2 separate regions of the Mus musculus genome follow, and region 2 is linked to region 1. Evidence: chromatin contacts called from public Hi-C data. All regions are on one chromosome and are shown on one strand. Each heading gives the region's core, a stretch centred on a gene start, on an enhancer-like site or on the middle of the called end of the contact. The rest is flanking DNA. Distances are from core to core; before and after follow the strand shown.

The links. A called contact is a pair of places that touch in the nucleus more often than the background predicts.
Region 2: a Hi-C map of CD4 T cells shows a contact between it and region 1, with 2.0 times the contacts expected there. The contact joins two enhancer-like sites. A contact is called at or near these places in 1 of 39 promoter capture datasets (the C10 cell line), 1 of 15 datasets of contacts at CTCF or cohesin (pro-B cells), 7 of 484 Hi-C or Micro-C datasets (CD4 T cells, CD8 T cells, bone marrow-derived macrophages and 2 more) and 1 of 115 datasets of contacts at active chromatin or transcription factors (large pre-B cells).

What each region holds. Positions count from the first base shown.
Region 1 is chr3:130,762,214-130,768,163 of GRCm38.p6, forward strand. No RefSeq gene overlaps it. Among named protein-coding and RNA genes, the nearest start is that of Gm43522, 4.9 kb to the left of the region's middle. Within about 2 kb of position 2,203, at least 8 of the 459 cell types and tissues checked have an H3K27ac peak or open chromatin away from gene starts, as enhancers often do.
Region 2 is chr3:131,054,429-131,060,378 of GRCm38.p6, forward strand. No RefSeq gene overlaps it. Among named protein-coding and RNA genes, the nearest start is that of Gm36603, 51 kb to the right of the region's middle. Within about 2 kb of position 2,618, at least 55 of the 459 cell types and tissues checked have an H3K27ac peak or open chromatin away from gene starts, as enhancers often do.

The sequences.
Region 1 (5,950 bases), core at 953-3,452:
AAGAACCTTCCTACTCAGGGACTCTCTGCAGCTTGTTAGAGATGCGCAATCAACTGGGGGACTAGCTACAGAAGCCCCCCCCCCCCTTTGATCTTTTTAGTAGAAAATGTGTCATTTGTAACGAGATGGTCCAGTTCTTCCTTGAGACTAAAACAGAGCCACTCTAAGATGCTCCTGAGAGTCCCTAAGCTCTGGCTAGCTCCCAGCCTTTCCCCAACTGATGTATCCATTCTGTCATAACCCTCACCCGTGGGCATCATTTCCACTTGCTTGGTAAATAATTAGCCCGCCACCTGTGGGTACAGAAAGGATTATAAATATCTCAAGTGTTGCCAGTGATTGGAACTTCCTCTGATTTCACCTGCCTCCAAGAAGCTTCAGATGAAAACTCACCTTTAAGTAGGACATGGCCAGGAAGAAACACAACCAATAGTAGATGCATAAAGTGATCTTTAGGCTATTGTGATCAGAAGTGGGTCGTGACAAAGCCAGTAGTTTGAATCTGTCCAAGTTAAGCTCATACCCACGAGTCTTACCATGAAAGAAACAAAAGACTCCATTTAACAGGAACATTTTTATGTTAAAGGCATATTTTTTTAAAAAATAGACCTTATTCTAAGGCAAGTTTTAAGTTTGTAATAAAATAGAACAGAAAGTACAAAATTCTTTCATATCCCCAACACACACACACACACACACACACACACAACCTTCCTGACTACTGGTGTCCTTTACAGATTATCTGATAGCATCAGTGTTGGCACTGACACCTTCTTGTCACCCTAAGTCCATAGTTTACAACATGGTTCCCTCTTGTGTTGTGTAGTATAGGTTTTAAGACAAATTTCTGGCAGGTGCCCGTCTCTGTATGACCACACTCACCCCCGACTGTGAAACACCTTCTTCTCTCCTCTTACTCACCTCCCCACCCACTGATGTTCTCATCAGCTTCAGAGTTTTGGTTTTTTTTTTCCTAGTGTCTTAGAGTTGGAATCCTGAGAAAAGAGTCAAGATTATCTCTCTCATGAAGAGCTATAGGAACACAAAAGCTCCTATTTCCCTGGGAGTAGTGGGAAGGTTTTAGTACAGGTTAGGGACAGCAAGATTGGGAGAAGGACAGGAGAGTCAATTAAAACCAACAATGCACAAAAATGCCACAAGGAAATCTGATGCTTGATAAGCTAATTTAAAAAGCAATATAAGATAGAAGAATTTGAACAGAGGTGCCCTGCTTCAGTAGATAAGGAGATTTCCAGAGGACGTGGGTTATAAAGTGAAAATCCCAGTGCCAAAAGTGGACTGCCGCCCTATGTGTTGTTGGTTAGGGAGATCCTGGGGTCACCTTCCCCATCCCCCAGTGCAGAGTGATTGAAACTGCTTTTGGTTGCCATCAAGAACCAGACTGTATGACTGGGTCGCTGAAGACATCACATGTGTTGATCGGAGTACACAGATAAATCAACCAAACTGGAACTAGGCTAAAGGCTTCCTTATTGCTGAGTGGTCCTCATGGTGCTAGAAAGGTGTTATAGATTTAGGGGAATGGTTGTCATCAATTGTCTTACTCAGCTATTGACCCCAGATGCAACACTACCAATCATCCAGGCAACCTGCTCACCAGCACAATGGTGGCCAGTCTGTTAGAGGGCTAACCAACCAGCTTCGAATGGGAATTGAAGCCTGATTGACAACGGAGAATTCACCTCTAGTGCTGTAAATGTGGTCAAAGCCCACGGCTGTGAGAATCATAGGCCTTAGTGGAGAAGCCGCTATTTTGCTGAATGAACATGATGATCACATCAAACTGCCTTCTAAATAACTGGGTTTGTGCCCACAGACTAGTGCTGCTGTGTGCCGTAGCCAGAGAGACTTCTTTTTGCAGTGGTCAGTAGTACCCGGCTATCATGATGAGAGTAAGAGATGGGTGAATGCTAGCCAGAAGTGGGACATCCATATCTCCACCCCAGAGGCTCGGGGGACATTGTAGAAGGAAGGGTGGAAGGAATGTAAGAGCTGGAGGAAGTGGGAGAGGGTGCGGAATGCTGACTTGTGACCATAATAAGGCCACTGCACCCTGGCACCCAGAGCAGCTGGGATTGCCTGCACAAGACTGTGCCTGTCAGCAGCTTTCTGTAGAAGGGAGAGGCACTCATAAGGTCTGCCATTTCCTGAGGACTTACGTGCGTTTCCTGGTTGTCAGGAGATAGACATTTCCTTCAATGGTGTAACCCACAGTGTGTGATCCAGTAAACAATACCTGAGCTGAGCTCCTGTAAGCAACTGTAATGAAACCGATTGGACCATCAGAGCATAACAAATGTAAGAGTAGAAGGGACTAGCTGGGGGAGGAGAGGGGAAGCAGAGAGGATAACGGGTATGTGTGTGGTGATTATGATCAGATATACATGTACAAAGATGTCCTATTGAAACCCACTATTGATCGATACTAACAAAAATAAAAGATGGAACCACTTCTCAGGGACTCTCTTCCTGTAGTTGGCTAGGTTTTTTTTTTTTCTCATGTACTGGGGAATACAGAACTGTGGTGAACCAGAGCTTCCTACATAGCGGGTAAGTATTCTACCACCAAATTTCAGCCCTACATCTTTCCTTGTTTTTGTTTTGAGACAGGGTCTTGCTAAGTTACTCGGGATGACCTTGAACTTGCAGTTCTCTTGCTTCATCTTCTGAGTAGTTGGGCCTCTCTGGCCATGACCTTTGTAATTTCTTTGTGATCGTCATGAAGACTCAGTCCTACACAAGTCCTGCCTATATCCAGTCAGCTGAGCGCAGCCATGGCGTCACTGCAATTTCTTAGGTAGAATAAGTCCTAGGTTTTTATTTTTAACTTAAAATATAGTTTGGTTTCTATTTCAGTGCTGATCACATAGGCACAGGTGGCTCATGAAAATCCCGTGAGCTGTGTGTTTATGATATACACAACAAGTCTAACATATTAGCCTTTGAGGGGGGACTTTCTCTGTAGCAGGGAGACGACTTAACAACTGTTACAGAGAAACCTCACAAATCTGGAACAAGGGTATGGTGGGGAGGAGCGAGCATGCTCAGAGTAGATCAGCTCATTTTTAGTCATTCTAGTCAGTCAAGCACATTTAGTTCCTTGGTTTAGCGCCTCCTCTGCCCCCCCCCCCCCAAGAATGCAAGATGACATCGGGATTCTAACACTCATCTGCAAATACCATAAAATTAGGTGGGAAGAAATAATTTTCTTAAAATATGTGTGTGTGTGTGTGTGTGTGTGTGTGTGTGTGTGTGTGTGTGTGAGTGTGTATTTGAGGCAGAGGCATGTATGACATGGCACACGTGTGGAAGGCAGAGGACAACATGAAGGTCTGTTTTTTCCTTTTACCATGTGGGACTGAACTCAGGTCCTCAGGCTTAACCACAAACACCTTTAAGAGCTACCTTGTTGGCCTGGAGGCTTCTGCCTTATCATTTTCAGATAGCCCTTGCACCTCCCAAAGGCTTGCTTCCTCTTATGCAAACTGTTGAAACTTCGTTGTACCTGAATTATTAAGCAGCTATAGGAATGGTTGGCTGAGTATGCAAATTTCCATCTCCCTGTGTTCTCAGGGCTGAGGTTTCCTCTATAATTCCCAGCTGGGAGGAGGAGGCTGGTTGTTAGAGGGACAGGAGAGATGAGAGAAAGCAGCAGGTAGGACAGGATGGAGGGGTACATCTGTTGGCACGGACATGAGAAACATCACGGACTGAGGGATATCACACGGTGTCCGTGAGAAATGGTTAGTCAATATGTATTGATCAGCTGGTCCTGGTGGTACATGACTGTAACCTCAGGATTTCAGAGGCTGATGCAGGAGGATTGTGAGTTTCAAGCAAGCTCTAAGTTTTATAGGAAGACTTTGTCACAAAAAAAGTTGTTGAGTTCTATTCTTTGCCAGAATTTGTACCAGGTACTTAGAAGTCCCTTGCCAAGGAAAGAAGACATTATAATTGGCACACAGGCTTATGGTAATGAGGATCTATGACACTGAGAGATGTAAGACAAGATTCTATGACATTGAGAGCTGTAAGACAATGCCCACAAAGAGCTAATAGTCACAAAGAGCTTACTACATCAGGGCATCTCTTTAAGCACTTTGATACACTAACTTACCTAGTGTTCATAATAATTTTAGGAACTAGATCCTGTTATCTTTCTTGTTTTAAAGTAAGTAGACCGGAGCTGGTGGGATTGCAAACTGGTACAACCACTCTAGAAATCAATCTGGAGGTTCCTCAGAAAATTGGAAATAGATCTACCTGAAGACTCAGCAATACCACTCTTAGGATATACCCAAAAGATGCCCCACCATGCCACAGGGCCACATGTTCCATGATGTTCATAGTGGCCTTATTTGTGATAGCCAGAAGCTGGAAACAACCTAGATGTCCCATGACACAAGAATGGATACAGAAAATGTGGCTCATTTACACAATGGAATACTACTCAGCTATTAAGAACAAGGACATCCTGAGTGTTGCAGGCAAATGGATGGAACTAGAAAATATTATCCTGAGTGAGGTAACTCAGACCCAAAAAGAACATAAATGGTATGTACTCGCTAATAAGTGGATATTAGCCAAAAAGCAAAGCAAAACAAAACAAACAAGACAAAAAACATACAGAATACCCAAGATACAGTCCACAGAACTCAAAAAGCTCAATAAACTGAAGTGCCTAAGTGAAGACACCTCTGTCCCACTTGGGAGAGAGAAGAAAGCAATCACAAGTGGGGAAGGAGGGAGGGACCTGGGAGAGAAAGTGCATGGGGTGGGAGGAGAGAGTGGGGGTGAGAGGGAAACCTGATTTGGTTTTGGGTGAGGGAAAAGGACTGAAGCTGGCAGGGTTAGCAGAAAGAATGGAAACAGGCAACCTCAGGAAATAGGAGGTTGGGGGGGACCCTCCAGAATTTAGCAAAGACCTGAAGGTGAGAGACTCCCAGGACTCTCAGTTAGATGAACCGCCTAACAGTAGGGAGAGGGAACTTATAGAGCCTACTTCCAACAGGAAGACAGTGAGATGGGGTTGCCCTCCCACAGTCATATCTCTGACCCATAATTGTTCCTGGCTGAAAGAATTACAGGGATGGAAATGGAGAGGAGCCTGAGGAAAAGAAGGTCCAGGGACAGGCCCAAAGTGGGATCCAGCTCAAGGGGAGGTCCCAAGGCCTGACACTATCACTGAGGCTATGGAGCACTCACAAAAAGGGACCTATCATGACCACCTCTGAAAGACCCAACAAGCAGTTGAAAGAGTCAAATGCAGATATTTGCACCCAACCAACGGACAGAAGCATCTGAGCTCTGTTGTTGAATTAGGGAAGGCTGATCGAAGCTAAGGAGAAGGATGACCCTAAAGGAGGACCAGCAGTCTCAATTAATTTGGACCCCCGAGATCTCACAAACACTGGAACACCAAACAGCATACACCAGCTGATATGAGGCCCCCAACACACATAAAGTAGAGGACTTCCGGGTCTGTGTTCATTCAGAGATGATGCACCTAACCCTCAAGAGACTGAAGACCCCAGGAAGTTTAGAAGTCAGGTGGGGTAGGGAGTGGTGGCATCCACTTGGAGATGGAATGGGGTGGAGTGGGGAGGAGGTGTGGGATGTGGAGCAGTTGGAGGGTGGATAGGGGGCAGGGAATGGAATATGGAATATAAAAAATAAAAATAAAATATTTTTTAAAAAAGTAAGTAGAACGGAGCAGAGAGAGATTAAATATCTTGCTCTGGATCAAGGGACCAACGAGAAGAGGAAACTGGCAGAGTCTGCACTCCTATTCCACTGCCCTTAAACCCCACATCCTCAGCTGAAATGTCAGTCGTCTGAATTGGCCTCGATTGGAAGCAGTTCAGATAGAGACGGAAGTGGCCGAGGGATGTTCAAACATTTCCCAAAGTTCAATATTGTTGAATTTGTG
Region 2 (5,950 bases), core at 1,368-3,867, 290 kb after region 1:
CTGTGGCTTGTGTCTGTTTCTGCCACTTGGCAGCTGTGCGGGGTTGTGGTGACCTTGGAATCCATCCACGTGATAACAATAAGGACACACCTGCACCCCAGGCTCCTGAGGATAGCGATCAAGCAACTTAAGCATATAGCAGGGACCTGGCATACAGTCGGCAAGAATAAACAATAATTAGCATTATTTTTCTTATTTCTAGCTCAGGACAGCTAAGCCTTTCTGGAGAAAATTGCATATTCATGCTGCTGGGCCCCATTATAAATGTATGAGCTCCGTCCTCAGCTGGGCCCGCAAGTGTTTCTCATCTATCCCATTTCCGTTCTCCATACCAGCTGTTTCAAACCCTTAACCACTTTCCTCAAGGGTCCTGCCAGCTCAGTGACTCCCTGGTTCTCTCAGCAGGTGGCTTAATCTTCTCTTTCACTGAAATAACAGGTGCCAGGGAGGAAGACAGACATCCACGCCTGCCCTGAGTCCTCCAATCAGCTCCGTCTTTGAGCCTCTTCTGTCCCACTTCACTTTTGCTTAAAAATTAATTAATTAATTTAATTAAATTTTAAAAGAAATTTCCCGGTCACTAGACCACTACAAAATTATCTACAAATATTCATGGCATGCCTAACTATAGGACAGGCCTGTGTGTGGTGTAAAACCACCTGCTAACTAGAAGCACTCTGAAGGAGAAGTCAGATCTGCAAACAAACCAGAATCCAGCCCTAGGATTCAAGTCTCAGCTTGGGATTAGTGAGGCCAGCAAAGGTTAACCAAGGTGGTGGTCTCCTGTAAGGGACCACACTTGGGCCAAAAGCTGAAGAAACAAGAATGGCCAAGTTGGGGGAGAGAATGAAGCATGAAAGGAAAGAACGTGGGATGTAGAAAGATTACAGGGATGCTGGAGAGCCAGTGATGAGCCTCCACTGGACCACAGATTGAAGACATCTATCATTGAGATAGAACCACTGGGCTAGACGCTCAGCTTCAGACACCAAGAGTAGCTAAGAACGGGGAAGCCAGCCAGACCTGCAGGTGTGCTCCCACCCAAAACATCTAGGATGATCCAGAACATCTCCAGCCAGGAAATACACAGCTCTTATGGTGAAATACTGGCCAAAATTGGCTAGGGAAGGAAAGAGTTTATTTCGGCTCACATGTCCGTGTCACAGCCTGTCACTGATGTACTGATGGGTTGTTTGAAGGAAAAGTCAACAATTGGTCTCTCTTCTGGCCAGTGATGTTCTTGCTACTACTGGCTTGGTTGTCCTTAGGCCTCCTGCCTTGTCTTTTCAATTTGCACATTGCTTTCTTAGCTTTTAGCTTGTGTCTGTATTTTACATTTATTTTAACATTTGTGTGTGTGTGTGTGTGTGTGCGCACATATGCGTGTGTGTTCACACATGTGCACGTGTGTGCTTTTGAATATCGGAGGACGATTTGCAGATATCAATTCTTTCCTGCCATTTAGGTCCCAAGAGTTAAACTCAAGCCATCAGACATGGCAGTGCCTTTACCCAACGACTCATTCCACCACCACCCCCAGCCCGTTATCAGTTTTTGTCAGTTTTTACTTTAACAAATATAACTGGATTTTATATTTCCATCCAAAACGACTCAGAATCTGGATAATACTTTCACACAGCCATCTAGATGATATCCTCAGCCAAGCTTTAACTTCTCTCCTTCCTCTCTGGACTCACTGACCTAAATACATCTGTGGTGTATAAACTGTTGTGTGTTGTCATGTGGCTCCTGCTCTAAATATCTGCATTGGGCTTTAGAACTGTTCGTCAGATAGGGTAAGCGTGATAGTCACCATTATGTTCTGTATTTTTTGGTTTCCTTCTTGAATCTTTTATTCTGATTTATTTTTCATTTGGCTCCAGTACTTCCTTCAGTAATGTTTTAAAAGGAAGAAATCTATAGGCAGCCTGGTCTCTGTGTCCACCCCGGCATATTAATCTGGTTGTAAAGGGGATTCAGAGCCGCCATTCTTTTTTCCTTAAAATCTATCGTTTCTTAATGACCTTTGCTGTGGAGGAAAAAAAGGAAGGCAGATTTTAATCTGATAATCTTTTTCAGTAAGAAGTAACCTCATTTTTCTAACCCGAGTCTTAGATTATGAACTTTTACAATAACCTGAAGTAAAAATATTTGCTCTAGATCAGTGTTTCCAACCTTCCTAATGCTGTGACCCTTTAATATATATAGTTCCTCGTGCCATGGTGACCATGAGACCATAAAATAATTTCTGTTGCTACTTCATAACTGAAAATTTGCTACTGTTATAAACCATAATGAAAATATTCGTAAATATGCAGTATGTCTGATATGTGACCCCCCTCACCACTGCTCTAAAAGAAACATTAATTTCTATAACAATGATTTAATTGTCTCAGAAAATGTTTTAAGATGATGTATTATACTAGATGAATAGTGACTGACTTCTACCAAGCATGTAATATGTTCATCATTTTTCCTCACTGTGACAAAATTCCCAAAAGGCACAACTTAAAGCAGGAAAGACTTGGGATCAGTGGCTAGGGGCTCAGCCTGAGGCCTCTTGCATCTGTTGTTTCTGCGCTGTGGAGAGCTAGACGGATATGACAGAGACACTGTTGAGGGCATGTGGCATGTGGCAGGGCACAACACCCTCTTCAAAGGTAACTTACCATCAACTCACTCCTTCCAACTATGTCCCATCTCCTAACTGTCCACCCTCCCCCAATGCCATCAAGTGACAACTCCCACTGATGTTAGCCCATGGGAGGCCAGAGCCCTCATGACCCAATCACTTCTACAAAGCTTTTAACACAGGGGACATGTCAGATTCAGCTCAGGACAAATCCAGCTAGTGGGTTTTGTTTGCTTGGATTTGGTTGTTTGGTTGATTGGTTGGTTGGTTTTGTTTTTTGTTTTTTAAAAGTAACAAAGCAGTAAATGTCCTTGTGGGAGTAGGTGTGGCCTTATTGGAGGAAGTGTGTCACTGTGGGTGAGCTTTGAGGTTTCAGATGCTTGCCTGAGCCAGACCCAATGACCCGATCCTTCCTGCTGCCTGCTATTCGGATGTAGAACTGTCAGCTAACTCTCCAGCACCAGGTCTGTGTGTGTGTCACCAAGCTTCCTGCCATGACCATAATGGACTACACCTCCGAACTGTCAAACAGCCCCAATTGAAGGTTTTCCTTTATCAGCATTGCTGTGGTGGTGGAGTCTCTTCACAGCCATAGAAACCCTAACTGAGTCACAATGCATGCAATCAACACAGGAAGATGTGCTAGGAACATTTATATATATATATATACTATTTTCTTCAGAGCTTACCAAAACCCTGAAAAGTTACACTACCACTTTTAGAAGTGAGAATTCTTCCCAGGGGATCCAACATTCACTTAAGAATCCACCATGAGTGAGTAAGAGGTAGGACGAGAGTTTGAGCCCAAGATGAACCGTCAGCTCCATCGCACATTCTCTCCATGGTCATGTTTGTGACATGTCTACATCTTCAAAGCGCTAGGCCCAGAGCCATGAGGGACATGAGAGACATAGGTGAATGTTACCAAGCCCCCACTCTGAAGTTGTGATCCAGGCAGCACCTATTTTACGGACTTATTTTTGGAAAGAGAAAAGTCAGCAGTTTTCTTCTTGTTTGTAACATTTAATTAGGCCAAGAATCCGTGAATCAGAAGAAAAATGTCCTAATCCAGGTGCATTTTCTACATTAGCATTTAGGGCAAATTGCCCAGAAATCCAATACTAATTTACCCCCAAGATCTCAGCCCAGAATTACTGTTGGAATTTTGGCAAGTAGACTTCCCTGAGGGGAACAGTCAAATTAAGGAGTCTTCTTGAAGAAAAGGTGTTAATGTCTTGGGCAACAGTTCAAAGCCTGGTGTTCAAAGGTGGGGAAGGGTCCCCACCCAGGCAGTACTCAGTGGCAAGTGAGGTGAGCTTGCCTGTCTCCCTCCCCCTAAGCTGCTTACAGGTGGGTTTAGTGGTGGGGTTCATTGCACAGTGGTAAGGTAGCAACCTTCACTTTGCACTCAAAGTTACAGAGGACTGTAGTTTAACTAGACTTCAAAACCATTGTAGCAGACTTGAGAAGCAAACCTTGGAGAGTCAAACTTGACTTCTCTGCTAGGTTCAATGCCAACATGGACTGGGAAGCTTAGAGAAGAACTTCTACATCTCTTTCATTCTTACTCCAGTAACCAAAGCCATGAGTTCTGCAACTGGGAGTTGCCGCAGGTCAACCAGGGCAAGAATCATGACAGGAGATGCCCTTATAAGCAATCTTTTTTTTTTTTTAGTTAAAACTTAAATATATATATATATATGTGTGTGTGTGTGTGTGTGTGTGTGTGTGTGTGTGTGAAATGGAGCAATAGCTCTGCAGTTAAGAGCATTCTCTGCTTTTCCAGAGGACCAGGGTTTGATTCCCAGAACTCACACGGTAGCTCACAACCAACTGTAACTCCAGTCCCAGGGAATCTGATGCCCTCTGATGGCCTCCAAGGGCACTGGGTATGCATGTGGTGCATAGACAAACATGCAAGCAAAATTTCATTCCCATTCAATAAATATAAGCTTCTTTACTATTACTATTCTTGTGTGTGTGTGAGAGAGAGGGATGTGTATGCCACAGTGTGTGTGCTGTAGGTCGGAGGACAGCTTTCAGGAGTCTGTTCTCTCCTACCTGTGGGTCCCAGGGATCAAATCAATTCGACAGGCATGTGCACCAAGCACCTTTATCTTATGTCCCATCTTGCTCACCCTGTAGACCGGTGTTCCTCAACCTCTCTAATGTATTAAATGTGACCTCATGTTGTGGTGACCCAACCACAAAATTATTTTTGTTGTTACCTTCTAACCGTAGTTTTGCTACTATTATGAATCGTAATGTAAATGTCTGTGTTTAACAACGGTCTTGGTCGACCCCTGTGAAAGGATCGTTCAACCCCCCCCCCCAAGAGTCTTGACCCACAGGTTGAGAACTACGATTATAGAACATTTTTCTATGTGGCATGTGTACCAGGGTTTTACAAGTCACTTAATCTTCAAACAACTCTAAGTTTATCATGTTACATTAAAAAAACAAAAAACAAAAACAAAAAACAAAACAAAACACCACCTGAGGAACACAGAAATCTAAGTGATTTACCAAAGGTTAACTGAGCACACACCAGATGCTACTGTTCACAGTGTCACAGCTGATTTGTAGGGGAAATTCCCTTCGTCATTTGGATCAGTTCTACTTGGGCTGAGTGTCTGTTTTATTAAAAGAATTAACTTACTATACTACTAGCACCCTCAAGGTTAGCCAGTGACCTTTGCAGACCCTGTGCAGATTTGAAAGGAACAACATGAATGAGGCTGAGGTAGAAATCAGCGCGAGAACATCAAGAGAAAGCTACAGCTGGACAGTTTTGCCCCAAATGCAGCCGGTGGCATTAAGAGATGAAGTCCCATCTTCTACCTGGTTAGTCAAAGATACCAAACCTGCTTACCATCCCTCTCCAGGCTACTTTAAGAAGTGGGTATGGCTGGGTCTCCAAATGAAATGGATTGTGAGGGACAAGTTGAGAAGAAGCTAGATACTTGAGTAAACATGAAAGGAATGATCTTCAAGTCCATGTCTAAGTCCAACAACCTGGGGAAACAACTACATATAATTTTCTAATTTGAATAAAACTTCTACTGTCTGGATATCTGGTCTACCTTAATGTCCCCCCCCCCCACGCTTTTTTGTGCACTATATTAAAAAAAAATGCTCACTGCATATATTGACATGTTACAAATGTGTGATCCCAGGTTAGATGTTAGATGACCATTGGTCCTCCCTTCATTTCTCCCCCAGAGACGCTGTTGGAGAAGGTCTTCCTCCATTTTGCCCATAAGCAGCCTTACCCCCGAGATAAGAGGTTCTGTAAATTTGCAGGTGTCCTCACTGTCA